Regions from separate parts of the Mus musculus genome. Here all the other regions are linked to region 3. Evidence: chromatin contacts called from public Hi-C data. All regions are on one chromosome and are shown on one strand. Each heading gives the region's core, a stretch centred on a gene start, on an enhancer-like site or on the middle of the called end of the contact. The rest is flanking DNA. Distances are from core to core; before and after follow the strand shown.

Region 1 (4,130 bases), core at 1,182-3,681, 430 kb after region 3:
CATGGGGCTGGCGTGGTAGCAACTTGCCAGTAGGAATTTAGCGAGCTGGGTGGAGAGATTTTGGAACTTTGAGTCAGAGAGGCTCCACAAGATAAGAACTGGCCGAGGAGACTGAAGGGGCTGAGAGTAGCTAGGCGTACCACAGGAACTTGCTGTTCTTTTTAAATATTTCCCGAAACAAGGATGGGGGACTCAGCAGCATAAAGATACAAATGTTAGTTATGAGCAAGGCACCATCTTCAGGAAATGTGCACAGTGTGAAATACAAGAGACTAAGTAAGAATACCAAGAACTGATGGGTCTGGAGAGATGCACCAGACGTGGGTTTGAGGGGCTGGAGACACGGCCCAGTGGTTAAGAACACTGGCTTCCTTCCAGCGGACCTTCCAGAGGACCTGAGTTCAGCTCCCAGCACCCACATGGCAGCTCACAACTGTCTGTAACTCCAGTTCAGGAGATCTAACACATTCACACCAATTCACATTACAAAAAAAAAAAAAAAAATGGGTTTGAAGGAGTGGCCAAAAGCTAGCCAACAAAATCAGGCTTATGATATGAAAGTTAAAGGAATGGAATGAAGTAACATCAATCAACACTGACATGTCACATAAGAGGACAAGAGACTACAACCTCTGCATGTATCACTAGGAGTGTTACCCTGGGAAACCAAGGTAACTGTCAATCTTGGGCTTCTCATCTGTACCAGAAAGTTTGCTCTTCTGTCTGCTGAACTCTGAGGTGAGGTTATATGCTAAAGGTGAGGTTTTATGATATAAGTTATATGCTTATATTCATAAGGCCACTTAGAAATAGAAGGTACCACAAAACACTGCCATGTTAGTATCACCACCCTTATTTATATGAGACAAGGAAGCCCAACTAACAAGGATAACTAAGGTGGACATCACAGGATGACAAGGAATTGCTGTTGTCAAATTCTGGATGTTTGTGACTTTTGCAGGTGTGTGCTGATATTATACCCTACACCTCTAGAAGGTGCTGTGGTAACGGCAGAACACTGACACATGCTCAGATTTATGTCCTTAAAAAAGGAACCCAGAGCTCTTAAGGAGCCTGATTGGCCCTTCTACCTTATGAACAGAGACTGACCAAAGTGGACTCTCACTGGACACTGACATGCTGCTGTCCTAATCTTAACTTCCCAGCCTCCAAAGCTGTGCAGCACACGTCTGCTGTGCATGAGTATACTGATGGGAGTCTGTTAGAGCATCTCAAAAGAACTGAGACAAACATCCACCACATATGGCGGGAACCTTGAAGAGGAAGGAGCAGCTGGGAGCAGAGGACCAATACCTTCCCTCTTCTTCTCCTTCCTCCCATCCTGTAAGTGCAGCCTAAACTGCAGAAATTCTCGGGCACCTATCAAGAGGGCTTACTCAAGCATAACTCAGCGTTTACCCAGAGAACTTAAGCTGTTACCACTGTTTTCCAATTCCTTGTGATGAATTTGTGATGCAGGTATTTTAAGAGATACCTTTTAACCCACAAGTTATTCACACAAAACATGCTGCACACAAGTCAGACTCATCAATCAGTGATTTCAAAAATTCTTCTAAGTCTTTTAAAATGATAAGCCAGGTACTGCTTATCAAGTGAAATATTCTAACTACATGACTAAGGAGACCTTTGAACAACCATACTGACTTCCAGCTTAGTTTCAGCAGATACTTCTAGGCGTCACTCAGCACACACATTTCTATCAAAGACTAAAGTCCCTCCTCTCCTTCCTTGTTCTCAGTTCCTCAAGGATACCAAAATGAGCTAGTCCTCCAATGCTTCCACTTCTATTGTAGAACATATATTTCCTCAAATAAGATTAAAGACTATGTCTCTGTTGCAGTGTGAATGTGAAATGTCGCCCATAGGCTCACACTGTGTGAATACTTGGTCCCCAGTTAGTGGAGCTGTTTGGAGACAGAGCCTTGGGGAAGTGGGTCACTGAGGGCAGGCCTTGGCCTTAGTATTAGTAGCCTGGCCTCGCTTCCTGTCTGCTCTTTGTCTCCTGACTGCAGACACACGTGCCAGGCTCCTGCCTCACATTTTTGCTGCCATGCCTTCCTTGCCATGGTAAACCATATCCCTTCTTATTAAACCATGAGCCAAAAGAGCCCTTCCTCCCTTAAGTTGCTTCTTATGAGGCATAGTCATAATAAGGAGAAAAATAACTGGTATAATTCCTGAAAAGGAAATAAAATTATTCCACTCTTTTCATATCTAGTCTTTTCCTATCTCTTTAGCATAATTTCCTTTAGAGCATTATTGTTTTAAGATGGACTCTATCATAGTCAGGGTTTCTATTGCTGCAACGATACACCAGACCAAAAACTAAGTTGTGAAGGGAAGGGTTTATTTGGCTTACATTGCCACATTGCTATTTATTATTAAAGGAAGTCAGGACAGGGCAGGAACCTGGAAGCTAATGCAGAGGCCATAGAACAGTGCTGTTCACTGGATTACTCAGCCTGCTTTCTTATAAAAGCCAGGACCACCATTCTAGGAATAGCACCATCTACAATAGGCCGGGCCCTCCCCAATTGATCATTCATTAAGAAAATGCCTTACAGCCAGTCTACCTCGGAGGCATTTTCTCATCTGAGGTCCCCTCCTTTCAGATACTCCGGTGTGTGTGTCCAGTTGACGTGAGATTAGCCAGCACAACTCCCTAGCTTTTTCCATTATACTCTCAGCACACATGAACCTTATGCTTCCTTCCCTTCATCTATACTGCATCAAATTGAATGTTCTGAGCATTCAAAGTTCTAACTATGAAAGACCTCAAACTTACACATACTTAGATAAGCTTCTTTTGTCTCCATAACTCAGCAGTGGTGGTGAGGAACCACCTTGCATTGGAATCTTCGAATAAGGCACCGAGGACACGGAGAAAGAAGTCTCATGTTCGTCTGGAACCCACCTGCAATCCCAGCACTCGGTGCACTAAAGCAGAAGGCTATAGAGTGAGCCCCAGGTCAGTCTGAGCTACATAAGAAAACCCCAACTCAAAAACAAAATGAAAACTAAACAAATAAACTAAACTAAAAAAAAAAAACCTAACTCAAAAACAAACAAAAAACTAAACAAATAAACGATGAGATTGTGTGCATGAGAGGTGTGGGATAGAGAGGTCAGAGTGTGAAAGATACCTGAGTGTACATAGGGAATATGGGGCACGGGGGAAAAGATGTCAGAGTGTATCCACGGAGAGGCATGGAGTAAGAGATGTCAGTGTCTGCACCAGGGCATGGGATGAACTATGTATGACTGTGCACACAAGGGCAGGAGGTCGTGGCCTAGGGACACACGTTTGTGCTCTGTCTACTGGGGAAGCAGAAACGTGGAAGGGGAAAGGACTGGTGCTGAACTGCAAGAAAGCCTATTCTTTCTGAGTATTAGCACAGGAAGCCCAGTCTGGGGAGTACTTATGGGACCATATTCCTTGTCTCCCTTCGATCTCAGCCACAGCCTTACAAGTCAAGAGGTCTTAACCAGAAGAACTATTTCTATTATGACCTAAAAGACAAGGAAATGCTGTTTTGCCTCTTCCTATTGTTCTAAGGTGAACCTACTTAGACTAGAATAACTAAAAAACCAAGGAAGCTTATCTATCAGGTAATTTAACATTTCTCCTTGAATCTATAAACTATCATCTACAGCAATATACAATTTCTAATGGTTAAGTCTGATTTCAGTCTGGCTGTGTCTCAGTGCAGGGTGAGAGCAATGCAAGTATGAAAGGCTGGGCCTCTCCTTGGCTTTCAAGCCTCCCATTGCAACAGTGCAGGGGATGCAGGACTGGTGCTCCAAGAGCTCTCGGCTGTTGCTCGGCCTCCGAAGGCTCCACTCAGTCCAGGACAGTCACTCTGATAAAGCGGCCACATAATGAACACAGCTTTCTTCCATTAAAACCACTTCCCACTACTGCCCTTTGCTTGAGTCTCCCTGTCAGGATACAGTAACAGCTGTGTACAGGAAAATTAAACCTGCATTAGTTAACTAAGCAAAGCCCTCCGCCTAGGTGCTTTGCGACCTGTGGAATACCTTTCAGAATAATGCACTCTGTCTATCATTACTTACAGGAGTTAGATAACACCACTGAAGGAGACACCTGA
Region 2 (3,662 bases), core at 153-2,652, 310 kb after region 3:
CACCGATCAAGAGCTTTCATTATACATTCTCCTTTTTCACCAGGATGTCTCCTTTGTCCACAGAGGAACGTGGGGCCCAGGGAAGTTCTTGGGGATAGTCTAAGGCACAAGGAGCTGAGAGTGGGGGTGAAGAGATGTCTCTGCATTGTGTGGTGCTGGGGATGTGACAAGGGCATTGAAGGCTCAGATTGGGCACACAAGCTTTCGTTCAAGGTTTTACACATTTAGGACTGTATTCCCAGCACTCAGGAGGCTGAGACAGGAGGATCATGTATTTGAAGGAGCAGCCTGAGCTATGCAATGAAATTCTATTACACTCTATAAAGGAAAGGCAACCAGGGCTGAAAGAGCCTACCACAGTCTGGCCTGGGGTTCTATCCCCAGTACCCAAAATTAAAGGAGAAATAATAGAGAACTAGGTTAATTCTGAAAAATTATAAATAAAGCCAATTCTTCACTGTTTCCTCCCTGTAATTGACTTTTTAGCAGAGCTTGGTTTCCTTACAATCAGGGCTTAGTTCTACCTCTCTCTATATCCCAGCTCCATCTGCCTTCGTACTGCTGCTCAGACACCACATGCCCCCGGGTCTTTACATGTGCTTCATTCCGTCCTCTGCACTTGCTGGACTCTCTGCGTTCTATTTGTCTTGCTCTCTTCTGGTTCAGTTTGAAGTCACTCCCTGAGAAACTTTTCTTCCACCCTTTAACAGGCCCCTTGTTCTTCATTATATCAGCAGTCTCCCGACTGTCCCAACCCATCTGGCCCCGGGCAGAAAGCTGCTTACTGCATACTCCTTGCCCTGAAAACAGTACTTTTGCCTTTGCCTAGCCCATCTTCTACCACGACAAGGTGTCACTGATGTGTGTCGGCACCATGGCTGTAGAAGGGATTTAGAAGATAGAGTTCGTTAACCCTGGGTAATTCAAGGCACTAAGTTACAAAGCCACATCTGAAGCATCTGCAGTGGCCATGTGCATTAGTCAGGGTTCTCTGAGGGATGGAACTGAAGCATCACAACTTGCCCAGCTCCTGAGATAGAACAAGAACATCCATCCTTTGAAAAGCATGGGGCAGGGACACACGTGTCCATTAAACGTTTCAGGAAGCTTTTAGAAAGGCTGAGATTATTCCTTCTGTTATCCTATCATTATCTGATTTTCAAGATCATAACCATCTCTTGATTGTTTTACCGTTTGGGTTCCCATGAATGCTTCCAAATTTCTTAATTTCCAAGTAACACATTCAGCTCTTCAGATTGTTTCCAAAGCAGGCAGGGAACTCCCTCAAGACTGCAGCTGACAATCCCATAACCAGGAAAAGACGATGAATACTAATCACCAGAAAAGCTGCAGTTTACAGGAAAGAAACGGGAAGTGTTGACATATTGCACAACACCCCCGAAAAAAGCAGGGCTTAGTAACAGAACGGTACACACAGGCTGACAACCTCATCAAGAATCCCTGGTGACATCATAAACTATGTGGAACAAGTTTTGTTTTAAAGGTTATTTTGAATGATGTGTGTATGTGTGCGCATGTACATGGCTGAGTGCTGATGCCGGGGAGTGCACAAGTGGGTTTCAGATCACTGGGAGCCAGAGTGAGCATTGCTGTGAGCTGCCGGACACAGGTGCAGGGAACAGTCAGGTCCTTTTCCAGTAGTGTGTGCCTTTAACTGATGAGCTATTTGTCTGGTCCCAAGTTGATGTTTTTATTATCTGTGTATTTTCCAAAGACTGAGGGGGGGGGGACGACGACAGTGGGACCCTTTTCTTTGGAGAGCTAGATAAGGAAACTGAAACATAAATTCTCGGATTTTATACTGATTTGGGGCTTCCTTTTAATTTCTTCTTTCTTTTCCTTCCTTTCTTTTCTTTTAAACACAGGGTCTCACCATGTAACTCTGTCTTGGAATACCCTATGTAGACAAGGCTAGCCTCAAAATCGCAGAGAATACCGGCCTCTGTCTCTCCATTGCTGGGATTAAAGGTGTGATCTGGTCCCAACTGCCCCTGGGCCTTATTTTTTACTTATATGTATTGTGTATACGTGCACATTTGCGTGTGCTGGTATATGCCTGTGTGAGGGCGGAGTGTCCATGTTTGCAGAGGCCAGGAGATAGACTTCGGTGTGATGTTCTTGGCATAGGGCAGCCTGACAACTGAGCTTGAAAGATCACATTTCTACCCCTTCAGCACTGGGACCCTAAGCTTGTGCCACCATGTCTGACTACATGGGAGCTGGGGACCCGATACTGGTCCCCGCATTTGCAATGAAGGACTTCACAGACTGAGATTTCTTTTCCTTCTTCCCAGCTTGGGTTTTAAGTAAAACAATTAATTAAATGAGCTAACGGGATTTCTTTCTCTCTGGTGTCTGATCCCACGCAGCACTTGAGGACAGTTGTTTCCTTAGCTGGCAATGACTCGGCAGAGGAAAGGGATTGCCGCTTTTGCTGCTGCTGCTGCGGCTGCTGCTGCTGGGAATCAGATCCAAGTCCTCTGCCAGGGGCAAAACCAAATGCCTCAGTGGTCCCCAGAGCACACCTTTGCCCATTACACAACGGCAGCAAGGAGGAAGCAAGCAGGCAGCTGACTAGACTTCCAGCTACTCTGTCAGAATCAATCTAGTTTCCACTGCAGGGATTAATCTAACATGCTGAGAGACGGCGCGGGCTTTCCCCTTTAGCCAATATGAAGCCATCACTAAGCCATACTCTTTACTTTTATTTATTTATTTTTATTTTTTATTTTTTAATGGTTTTTCGAGACAGGGTTTCTCTGTATAGCCCTGGCTGGTCTGGAACTCACTTTGTAGACCAGGCTGGCTTCGAACTCAGAAATCCACCTGCCTCTGCCTCCCAAGTGCTGGGATTAAATGCGTGCACCACCACACCCGGCTTTTACTTTTATTATAAGTGATTACACATAAGGCATTGCATAAACATGCTTGGTTAGTGGTTACATTGCAATCCAGCAGTAGTATGATGCAGATATTCAGTGTCTTAATAATTGAACTGGAAAATTATAAAAGTGGGCTTCAGGAGGAGGCCAAAGTGAACTACAGTGACTCATCGCCAGGGCCATCCTGACCTGAGCCTTCACTGAGATGTGCTCTTGACAAGAGAATGGTGCAGAGAATGACAAGATGTTTCCCTTCACAGGGTTCCACTAGTGAGGAGCCACAAAGAGCAGAAAACTAAGATACCAGCCGATCTTCTTTTGGAAACTGTGCTGAGATCAGAATGCACAAGCATACTTGCGATGTACCTACCAGTCACTGCTCTCGCTTACTGGCCACTCCTCCAGCTCCAGGCACTGCTCCAGATTATTCCTTTTATCCCCCGTGAACATCTTATAATGTCCCAATTCTCATGTCAGGGATGAAAAGACCAAGGAGCGGAAAAGGTTACATAACTTGCCGCCTCTCACGGTTGGTGGGCTGGAAAGGAACTCCCTGCTCTCCGACTGCACTCTGAGTGACGCATCGTCTCTACTTGACATTTTGGGGCTCTGTCCCAAGTACTCTGTAGGGTCCTAACAAAATGGTTCACATATTTTCCTGATGTTTCACACAGCTAATTACACAACCAATTAGTTTCCCAACCAAAAGATAGCATCTACGGTTTCTGCCTCTACTTCAGTCTGCTTAAGTTCATGGTA
Region 3 (3,552 bases), core at 993-3,492:
ATTTGAGCATGGTCTTAGGCTAACGGGACATCCATTAAGGAAAGGATGGGAGCACATCACAGAGAGGCAACAGAGGGCAGAGGCAAGCAGAAGCCACCCTACCATAGAACACAGGACAACACGTGGGTTCGGGGGAAGCCCAGGTGACCCCTGTGGCCTTCCTGGGGTTTCACTTGTCCAGTGACTCAAAGGCTGATGTGGAAAAGCTGTGGGCTCTGGGGTGGTTTCTAACTAGGACAGCTTCTGCATTTCAGGTCGCTGGTAACGGGTGAGGAGACAGACGGGAACTGGCGATAGAAAGTGAGAAAATATCAAAGGTCTCCTGCAGCAAGGAGAGAAGGCGATGGTTCTGGCAAATGAGATGTGTCACTGATTCCACATGTGGAGGTGACACAAGAGCAGGCATGCTGCTTCTTTATTTGCTCCTCAGTGAGGACACTCTAAGGATGCAGGACCTTTGACCTATGGCTACAAGAACCCTAATGGGGCAACTGAATTCACCACGGAAACTTTTCCTCTTTTCTCTACATCAGGACTGGTCTTGATGTCTCAACAAGGTTTTCAGCGCCCCGCTCGGCTCCGCTCCCGCCCACCCAACTCCACTCTACCCCACTAGCCCCACCCCCACCCCACCCCCGATCCAGCGCTTTTCCCAACTGCCCTACAGGTCGGCTTTCTCCCAATCAAGGACACAGCCCATATCTTTTTTTATTTGTTCCCCCAAAGCCAGGAGCCTGGCTGGAACTTTTCAAAATAATCTAGGTTATTTAAAGGATGGTGAGGGTTCTGGGCGGGGACTTCAGTCATCTAAATTTAGCCTAGAAAATGCCCACAGTGGTACATGATGATTAAACACATTGTGCAAAAATAAAAGAAGAAGATCTGGCAAGGCAAGAGTGACATATCAAAAATCTAAGTACTTAAAAGATGCAGTCGCTCGATGTGTGCTTTCTCCACCACACCAGAGATCACTAGTGTGAACACCATAGGCCATCTGGGCCAGAATGGCTGAGAGGACCTTAAAACACCTCCCTCACAGCTGTGGTTATGATTGGTACAACACCGTGTGAAGAAAGAAAGCGTCTTGTGGCCATCGCACTAGCACAAGCTCTGACACGTTAAGAGCAATGGCACCTTCAACAAGTCACATAGGCTCTCTGGACCTCAGTTTCCTCATCTGAAAACTTGGCCTCCCTGTTTTAGTGCACACCCATATGATGAGGTGATTAAGGTTGTGGGGCGTCAACAAAGGCACCTAGAAAGTGCAAACGTCTCCATCCTTAGATGATTTGTTCCCCCCCCCCCAAAAAAATCACACAGAAAGGTGAAGGGCATCTGTCAGCGTCACTGAAGGAAAAGTTCTGAATTCTGAAAAATTTAGATCAGTAGTTCTCAACCTATGGGTGGCAAGCCCTGTGGGGACCGAACATCCCTTTCACAGGGGTCGCACACCAGATATCCTGCACATTACAAGTCATAACAGTAGAAAATTACAGCTACAAAGTAGCGACACAAATAATGTTGTGGTTGGGATCAGCACAACATGAGGAGCTGAATTGACGGTCACAGCACTAGGAAGGGTGAGAACCACTGCTCTAGATGGACAGAAGGCAGTCAAATGAGTCTCCTGAGTTTCTATGCTGGGTTTTTACATCACTGTTGCTCCTCAGAAACCATCACCAAGAGCTGCTGTTAGAACTGTCAACTGCTGGGAGTCTGACATCAAGGATGCTCGGGTGACTGAGGAGATGAATAACTTGATCTTGCTCAAGCAGCTAAGCTCCGGGAAGGGAACTATGGTTGCTTATAATGGCCACCAGGGGGAGACAAATAGGGCTACGCGGGGGGAAAAAAGAGTTCTTAACTGCGGTGGTCCGCACTATCCACACGTTTTCTCTCAAGTTATTTCCTTTCTTATAAATGTCTGCCTCTAGCCCTTTACCAATTGTCAGATTCTCAGATGCCTTCTCAGTGTAAGCAGCGCAACCCCCAAGGATGAGAGAGCTAAGAGCACAAACACTGCACTGCTGACCTGAGATTAGCTTTGGCTGGTACCGGCTAACTACCTCCCCTGATTTCCACCCTGTTTGCCAGCACGCCCCTCCAGTCTATGACTTCCAGTTAGACTTCCAAGCGTACAATCTCCCTCTACTGCTTGCACAATGGCAGAAGCTTCTAGACGCTCCCCAAGCCTGTTTCCTCTTTTCCCCAAGCACGCGAGACCACATCTCTGGATCTCCCTTGCAGTTAGTTCAGTAGGATGCTGACCGATGGGTGCTGTCACAGCCTCTGACCTATTGCCACACTCTCTCTTCCCCTTCCACGATGACTTCAACAGCTCCTTAGTTAACGACGTTCACAAAATGGAAGGGTCCTCAAGTCGCTGTTTGTTGAGAAGACACGCTCCCCATAACAACACGATTCGCATCAAAGCTTAAGTAACTGTTCAGCCACCGAGAATGAAGGGATGTTAGCAACGGAATGTAGAGTTTACCACTTAGTCTCACCAGCCATAGCCCCTGGCTTACCCAATTCTCATCATGTGACAAGCACTGCTACTAACACAGCTATTACTGGTACAGTCGCTGTTCAATGGTATTTTAGTAATAGTGTTACCTGGTAAAGACCCAAGGACCACTCACCCGGCATGACCAAAATTTGAATTGGGAGTCTGTATTGAGCAGGCTGGGGACGGCCTGAAGAGAAACGCTTCCCAAAAGGCAGCCCTGAAAGCGCATTGCAGGGAGCTTTCAAAATTAAAGAACACAGAAAAACTATATCCTGGTTTGCCAGCAGGGAAGCAAGTTTAACAAGCAGTTTACCAAGAGTCAAGAGCATGCCGTTAGCTAGGGCATTTCAACCCCGAGTTTCTAAAACAAGGTTGGGTGCTTTCCCACGGGACTTCTAATAGCAGGGGGTGAGGGAGCCAAAGATGGCTTCAGCTGGGACAAGATGGAGAAGCTTTCTCACCTTCACAATAGAACGACATTATAAAGGCATCAATAATTAGTTCTTGACCCTGTGAAGCACCTACCTTGTTAATCCATTGGGATCCATGGATTTTCCAGGGTCATTTCTGTGAATACTCAAGTCTTTTTATTTTTATTAATTATTCTATTTGTCTGCATTTCAAATGATATCCCACTTCCCAGCTACCCCTCCACAAATGCCCCTCCCACATCCACCCTCTCCTGCCTCTCCTTTGCCTCTATGAGGGTGCTCCTCACCTACTCTTGCCCGACCACTCCAGCATTCCCCTATGCTGGAACATCAAACTTCCACAGGCCCAAGGGCCTCCCCGCCCATTGATGTCAGACAAGGCCATCCTCTGTTACATATGTATCTGGAGTCATGGATCCCTCCCTGTACACTCCTTGGCTGGTGGTCTAGTCCCTGGGATTACTGGGTGGTCCAGCCAGCCAACACTCTTCTTCCTATGGGGTTGCAATCCCTCTCCACCCCTCCAGTCCTTCCACCAGCAAACTCACTGGGACAGCTCAGTGGTTGGCTCAGTCTGATGGTTGGTTCCAAGCATCCACTTCTGCATTGGCC

The links. A called contact is a pair of places that touch in the nucleus more often than the background predicts.
Region 1: a contact with region 3 is called in a Hi-C map of bone marrow-derived macrophages, with 23 read pairs. The contact joins two enhancer-like sites. A contact is called at or near these places in 1 of 484 Hi-C or Micro-C datasets (bone marrow-derived macrophages) and 1 of 115 datasets of contacts at active chromatin or transcription factors (microglia).
Region 2: a Hi-C map of bone marrow-derived macrophages shows a contact between it and region 3, with 27 read pairs. The contact joins two enhancer-like sites. A contact is called at or near these places in 1 of 484 Hi-C or Micro-C datasets (bone marrow-derived macrophages) and 1 of 115 datasets of contacts at active chromatin or transcription factors (microglia).

What each region holds. Positions count from the first base shown.
Region 1 is chr15:59,437,397-59,441,526 of GRCm38.p6, reverse strand. All of the region lies in intron 3 of Nsmce2 (NSE2/MMS21 homolog, SMC5-SMC6 complex SUMO ligase), which reads right to left. Among named protein-coding and RNA genes, the nearest start is that of Nsmce2, 65 kb to the right of the region's middle. Within about 2 kb of position 2,431, at least 21 of the 459 cell types and tissues checked have an H3K27ac peak or open chromatin away from gene starts, as enhancers often do. A contact at or near this core is called in bone marrow-derived macrophages and microglia, where this site is marked.
Region 2 is chr15:59,550,406-59,554,067 of GRCm38.p6, reverse strand. All of the region lies in intron 4 of Nsmce2 (NSE2/MMS21 homolog, SMC5-SMC6 complex SUMO ligase), which reads right to left. Among named protein-coding and RNA genes, the nearest start is that of Gm36677, 66 kb to the left of the region's middle. Within about 2 kb of position 1,402, at least 28 of the 459 cell types and tissues checked have an H3K27ac peak or open chromatin away from gene starts, as enhancers often do. A contact at or near this core is called in bone marrow-derived macrophages, where this site is marked.
Region 3 is chr15:59,863,556-59,867,107 of GRCm38.p6, reverse strand. No RefSeq gene overlaps it. Among named protein-coding and RNA genes, the nearest start is that of Gm36819, 42 kb to the right of the region's middle. Within about 2 kb of position 2,242, at least 47 of the 459 cell types and tissues checked have an H3K27ac peak or open chromatin away from gene starts, as enhancers often do. A contact at or near this core is called in bone marrow-derived macrophages and microglia, where this site is marked.